Linked DNA regions of Mus musculus: region 2 is linked to region 1. The links are chromatin contacts, called in public Hi-C maps. All regions are on one chromosome and are shown on one strand. The core of a region is the stretch at or near the end of the contact, and the rest is flanking DNA. Distances in the headings are between cores, read along the strand shown.

The links. A called contact is a pair of places that touch in the nucleus more often than the background predicts.
Region 2: a contact with region 1 is called in a Hi-C map of liver, with 2.9 times the contacts expected there. The contact joins two enhancer-like sites. A contact is called at or near these places in 6 of 484 Hi-C or Micro-C datasets (liver and uterus), 1 of 115 datasets of contacts at active chromatin or transcription factors (hepatocytes) and 1 of 9 other capture datasets (embryonic stem cells).

Annotation. Positions count from the first base shown.
Region 1 is chr8:48,689,248-48,692,304 of GRCm38.p6, reverse strand. It overlaps a transcript of Tenm3 not described here. Among named protein-coding and RNA genes, the nearest start is that of Tenm3, 16 kb to the right of the region's middle. Within about 2 kb of position 1,499, at least 19 of the 459 cell types and tissues checked have an H3K27ac peak or open chromatin away from gene starts, as enhancers often do. A contact at or near this core is called in hepatocytes and liver, where this site is marked.
Region 2 is chr8:49,004,929-49,007,985 of GRCm38.p6, reverse strand. It overlaps a transcript of Tenm3 not described here. Among named protein-coding and RNA genes, the nearest start is that of Gm25830, 48 kb to the right of the region's middle. Within about 2 kb of position 1,540, at least 4 of the 459 cell types and tissues checked have an H3K27ac peak or open chromatin away from gene starts, as enhancers often do. A contact at or near this core is called in hepatocytes and liver, where this site is marked.

The sequences.
Region 1 (3,057 bases), core at 250-2,749:
ACATTATGAACTCCATCAAAGACTAGCCCCACGGGCCCTGAGGACTTGGGCCAATAACATAATGGTAAGTCGCATCATGTATATAGTTCATCTGCCTAGTGTTTTGAGGTTTTCAAGTTGTATCCACTAGGAAGGCTCTGTAGATAAAGGATGAGAGGGAAAGGCATTAGGTACATTAGTTGAAATTGGCATCATGATGCCAAACTGTAATAAGCCTTAAGGGAGCTCACTGTTGAATCTACTCAATTGAATGCTGCAATTTCCCATAACAATTTAAAAGGCCTGCAGGCATGCTAAAGTCATAGCTGGATCTTTCAGTTAACACTCTGTAACATGACCCCAAAGCCTCATTTACATCACAGCAATTAAAATATATTCCACATTACATGCTTGCTACCATGTACTAGAGAAATAATTCGACCAAGTGCTGTGTTTTCCAAAACACAGTCATGAAAAATCAGAGAATTCACAATTTCTTCTCTCCAAAGTGATATTTTCATAGCGTACATGATTACTGGGGGTCATGTGTTTATGAAGGGGCAGAGGGCAGAGCAGGAGAAGAAGATGCAGTCAAGATGCCTGATAGTTAGTAGTCAAGACTATTTGGTGGCCCACGTGAAATTAGGTTCGTGGTCTTCGTCTGCTCCATAGGTGACAGGTGTCCAATATGCAAAATTATTACAGCAATCAGTGCTAATTGGCCCCCTACATGTAACCAGAAAGTAGAGGGACCAAAAATTAAATGAGTATTAAAATAATTCACCTCCTACCTGCAGAAATGCTATCTCTAGACAGGGGTAGAAACCTCCACAGAGCCCATTTAGGAAGCTGAGGGAAATTTTCAATGGCGCCCAACCTTGGAAGGAATTATTTGTACAAATTAGAGTCCTTCACCAGTGCTACTGCAAATTTAATTAAAATCTCTCAGCATATAGATTATTAACTGACAGGACATCTATTTATTTGTCTGGTTGTTGGTTGGTTTTGTTTTCTCAGAACAGGGTTTCTCTGAATTCCTTTGTAGACCAGGCTGGCCTCGAACTCACAAGGATCCACCAGCCTCTGCTTCCCAAGTGGTGCGATTAAAGGCATGCGCCACCACGCCTGGGTAGCATGCCCATTTTTAATGAGATGAGCAGCAAATTAAATTTATCTGACAGCAAAGCCACCATGGCCAGAATGGGATCCTATCTTCTAGACAATTGCTGGTGCACTTTGGCAATGCCTTTCCAACTGCAGAAACACAGACAAAATTGACTCACTTCTCACTGTTGTGGTGGCTTTATATTTATCGAGTAGCCACAACTTAGCAGATTACCTTGAGAGTGTGGTTTGTTTGCTTGTTTGTTTTTTTTAAAACAATTGTCTGAACACGTCGCCCTGGTATTAAGCAGTGGCAGAAGTCCAGCTTTGACACTTGGCAGGCAGGCAGGCAGCCGGAGAACCAAGTGTGCTGACTTTCTCTGTGCGTCTACTGGAACACTCTTGCCTGCACTGCCCTTTTGTGGTCAGGAAGAGCGGTGAAAGAATCCTGCTTCAGCAGACATCTGAGAAGGCACCAGCTTCAGCTGCTGCCCAGCTCCACTTTAACTCTCTGCCTTGCTTTATAACTGCCATTAGTGGAAACATGGGAGTGAATTTAATGGCTTTTCTTGCTCCCAAGCCTTTGTGCTCATTATTGAAAGGGCTTCCTTTGTGCCGACAAAGTCCCCTCCTAGGCACCCACTTGAGCAACAACGTGGGACAGCCTGAATTACAGCCCCCAGCCCCTCAGCAAGTGTCTCTGACCCAAGTTGAGCCATGTCTACCGACCTTCTAAAAATGTCTGAATTATGCACTTATCTATCTTTCTGATGTAAAACATCCAAGAAATCCAGGGCCAAGTGATTGAATGCACGTTTCCTATTTTTACTTAACTAACTGGCAGCATTTAGACGGAGCCAAAGTGCTCAGTGTGCGATGCATACACACTTTACGATGTATGACTAAACTTAAGATGTCAAAACATTGAATTAGGTGAGACTACACCTCGGGAAGCATATTTATAGTCCTTGATACGGTTACATTTCAGTTTGCTTAAAAACAAATAGTAAACACTGGTGGTGTAAAATATTACAGGAAACCTCCATGTGCAGCCAACTTCCCAGGCTGACTGTAACAACATTGGTCCCAAGTCTCATGATGTTAGAAGCTAAATCTAACCCCAAGTAGCCTATGGCATCTTCACAGCGCACCAAGAGGGTCTGTTTCTTTTTCAGTGTGTATATGTGTCTATGGACGTTCATGTGTATGCAGGGACACATGTGTCTATCTATATAGTCTATATGTCCATGTGTGTGCATGGATATAAAGCCCAGAAGTCAACCTCAGATGTTATCATCAAGAACCCTTTGAGGTAGGATCTCTCACTAAACCCTGAGTCCACCAGTTAGTCCAGACGCCCACTAGTTAGCAAACCCCATGGGTTCCACTGGCTTCATTCCCTAGCACTGGGACGACAAGCTTGGGCCACGATACCCAGCGGTTTTATGTGTATTCTGGGACTCGAACCCAAGTCCCCTTCCTTATAAGCAAGCAATTTGCCAGCAGTTCCCAAGAGGGGTTCCTTCAGATTTTTTGTGGCCACTTAGGCTCTCAGACTGAATCCAAAGTCCTTTTGAAACCCTGGAGCAACTCTACCATGGGCTTTTCCATTCCCTTAGAGATACTCACTTCAAGGAGGAAAAGTGTTTTGAGGGAATCTGTTCATATATATCTTTCTTCCACTGGACCTCATTACATTGAGGGACTATGTTCCATTCAACACTGGACCCTGCTTCTCCCTCCCTGGGAGTTTGTGAAGAAGGTGCCATTTGGTTGGGCTGGGGCTTTTCAGACTGAGATCAAAACTGTCCTGTAGGCAGTAGACAGAATGCATGTTTATTATAGCAATTTTGCCTGTGGGTTACCGAGGCGTGAATAACGGCAGTTATCCTTTATTCTCCAAGTACTTGTGGGTAGTTATCAGGTATCCACCTAGTTGTTACTAAAATAAACCTAACATAGCTCTTTGAATCC
Region 2 (3,057 bases), core at 291-2,790, 320 kb before region 1:
AAGTTTCCATTCTAGAAGGGATAGACGCACTGTGGGCCAAATTCAGCCGTCATTCTCTAAGAAAGCATAGTCATTTGAATTCCGGAGGAATTGGGATATTTTTTTGTGTGTAGGAGAAGTAGCTAGGCCTCAGTTTCAAATAATAAGCTGTGAACCTGTATAGCCCAAAGTTAAGTCCTCCGATGAACTGTATATATTAAATCCAAGCCTCCATCTTCAAAGGCCTCTAGCAGTAGAGGGAACACCAAGATGAAAGGCCTGATGAAGGGAAATAATTAAAACTTAATGGATGCTTGTTGTATAAGTAGGTGCAAAGGAAAAAAAATGATCATTTTAGGTATTCACAAGGAATTTCTAAAGAGTTTTGTGTCTCATAAGTAATTAATTTGGGGTGGTTAGCACTCATAGGTGACCCCTAAAAGACCGTGGGTCAAGGCTAAGTACCCAGCTCTCTCTTCTGTTATGGTTGATGACTATTTGATACTCCATGGAAGAAAAAGTCACTAAATCCAAGAAAACTAGAGAAGAGCTGACCTCCCCAGAAATGTTCTGTGAATTGATTCAGACTAGTGCCGTGATCTTTGGATTTTTCTCTTTTTCTGAGATCTCTCCTGAAATCCCTCAGGAAGGATTGGCCATGATATATTCTTTTGGGTTGGGGATAGACTGATTAAGACCTTTGGCTGCAGGGTTTCAGAAATCACAAGCACATCTCACCTTAGGTGGTAGCCACACAGGCTTTTCCTCCCACTTCAGCAAAAGTGATGTGTAGACACAGGATTTCAGAGTGGTAGATTTAGCTTTCGGGGCTCCAATCTGCAGTAAGCAACCCTATCTCATCACTGGGAGCTAGTCTCATCTGTGTGCATCAGGCAGGGGATTTGAGCTTGAGCAAGTATTTGCATGTACATTCTGGGTGAGGGAAAGCTCCCCCGTGTTCTTTCTGGTCGTCATTCATTGTCTGGACGGGACAGGAGCATCACACCTTTCCAACCCGGTCATCCTCCATCAATCAGGCTCTTCCTCTTCCCCACCCCCAAAACACTGAATTCCTTAAGGAAGCTCAGAGAAAAGTGGTCGTTCTGACATCATGATCGTGTGAATGGCGTTGTTTTCATTTCATCTGTAGGGTGTTACTTGTTTTGTTTTACATGCTTGGCTGAATATTGCCAACATATGACAGGCACCAGCAGGAAGTCAGCTGTGAAACCGACATTTGTCACAGGTGAGAGCGTAAACATAGACAGGGGTGGGGGTGAGGGAGAACCAATGTTAACACAACAAACATGAAAATTAAGACAAAAAGAGAGAGAGACTAGAGTGAGGCCTTGATTGGTTGAGTATCGTGTGTCTCTTATCTGACCTGCCAGACTCTGGCTGGAAGAAGCTCACTCTAACTATATAAATGTTCTTCAGCCTTTCGCATGATCATCTGAGATCTCTGAGCTCACGAAACCAAAACAGAGGCTGTTAGAGAGCTGGCAGACTCTAAGCTGGTTAAAGATAAAACTCTCCGGGTTGAGGGAAAGGCTCGGTTGGGAAAGTGCTGGCCCTCCAGCAGTGGAGATCAAAGTTCAAGCCCCAGGATGCCAGCCAAAATGCTAGGCATAGGGGTGTTGACTTTTCAGCCAACCTGTGCAGATCTTGTCTGCTGGACCAGGGAATATGAGGATCTAAAAGAACAGGGTGAAGTACGGTCTGATGCTTAGACAAACTCACTTCAGTTTCAGTGTTCTTTCACACACACACACACACACACACACACATATGTGACAAAGGAAGTAAGAATCCAAGGAAGGTTATGTGAGTTCAGACAAACATGGTCAGAAAAAAAAAAAAAAAACATGTAAATAAATATAGGTTAGCATATACTAAATATCAACAGAGCAGCCCTTCCCCAGAACTTTCTCAGAACAGACCAATTTTAATACAATTACCTGGCAAGTACTCTAAATTATATCTGGGAAAACACAGAGGCAAAGCAGAAGGCCATATCCTGATTCAGGATATAATGACCAGAGTGGGCACTATAGCTATTTTCTGACATCCAACAAGAATAAACATGTCTTGTCAATTGAAGGCACATGCTTAACACAGGAGACATGAAATCACATCCAAAAGCAATCCAAGGAACAAAGTGCTCCTGAGGTAAAAGGCCCTCTGCCCTTTCTCCAGAGCCTCTCCCACAGTTCCCCAAAGCATCATTCACCATCCATCATTCTTTTCACCGTGTTCCAACCGGGGCCCAAAAGATGACCATCCCAGCAGTGAGGAGACAGAAGTTGGGGTTCCCAGGCTAGGAGGCCTAGCCTAATTGGTAAGCTCCAGGCCAATGGAAATACCTGTCACCAAGGAGGCTTCCTAAGGATGACAACCAAAATGTCCTCTGGTTTCCATGCACTGTGTGCACACTTATGTGCACCTGGCTATGCGTGAGTAAGTGCACATAGCCATAATCACACATAAAAATGATCGAAAATCAAATTCTCCCATTTAAGGATCTTAAATTCTATTCAATGTTCATAGTCACTAAGTGAGTTGTGAAATTTAATTGCAAGCCTATAAACATAAACTCAATTGCATAGCTAAGTGGATCACACAGCAGAGAAATAAATATATGGCTGTTTTTGTTCAGTCCTGTCAGGGTACCACACCATCATCTGACCTGGCACAAAATAACTAACAACAGCCAACACACACATGTTTAAATTTCTCTGATTATCTCCAAAAGTAAAACGCCGTTGTGTTCTTAATTCGTTAAGTTGGGATCACATAAGTGTCTCACAACCCACTTTCTCCCATGTGTCCTCTGAGCTTCAATACCCTTCCCTTTTAAATGGTAGTTATTTGTTGATGAGATCCAAAAACATAAATCAAGGCAGGACAGTCATTGGAGTTTTGTCTAACATTCTGTCATCTCATCGGCTACTTCACATAGAGCGACGTGAAAATTGATTGGTGAGTTCAGGCAATATCTGCTAATCTATCCATTATCCAGGTCCTTATTCTGTCACCTCAAAATCCTGCCATCCTTAGTTGATTATCTCCCAGGTCCAA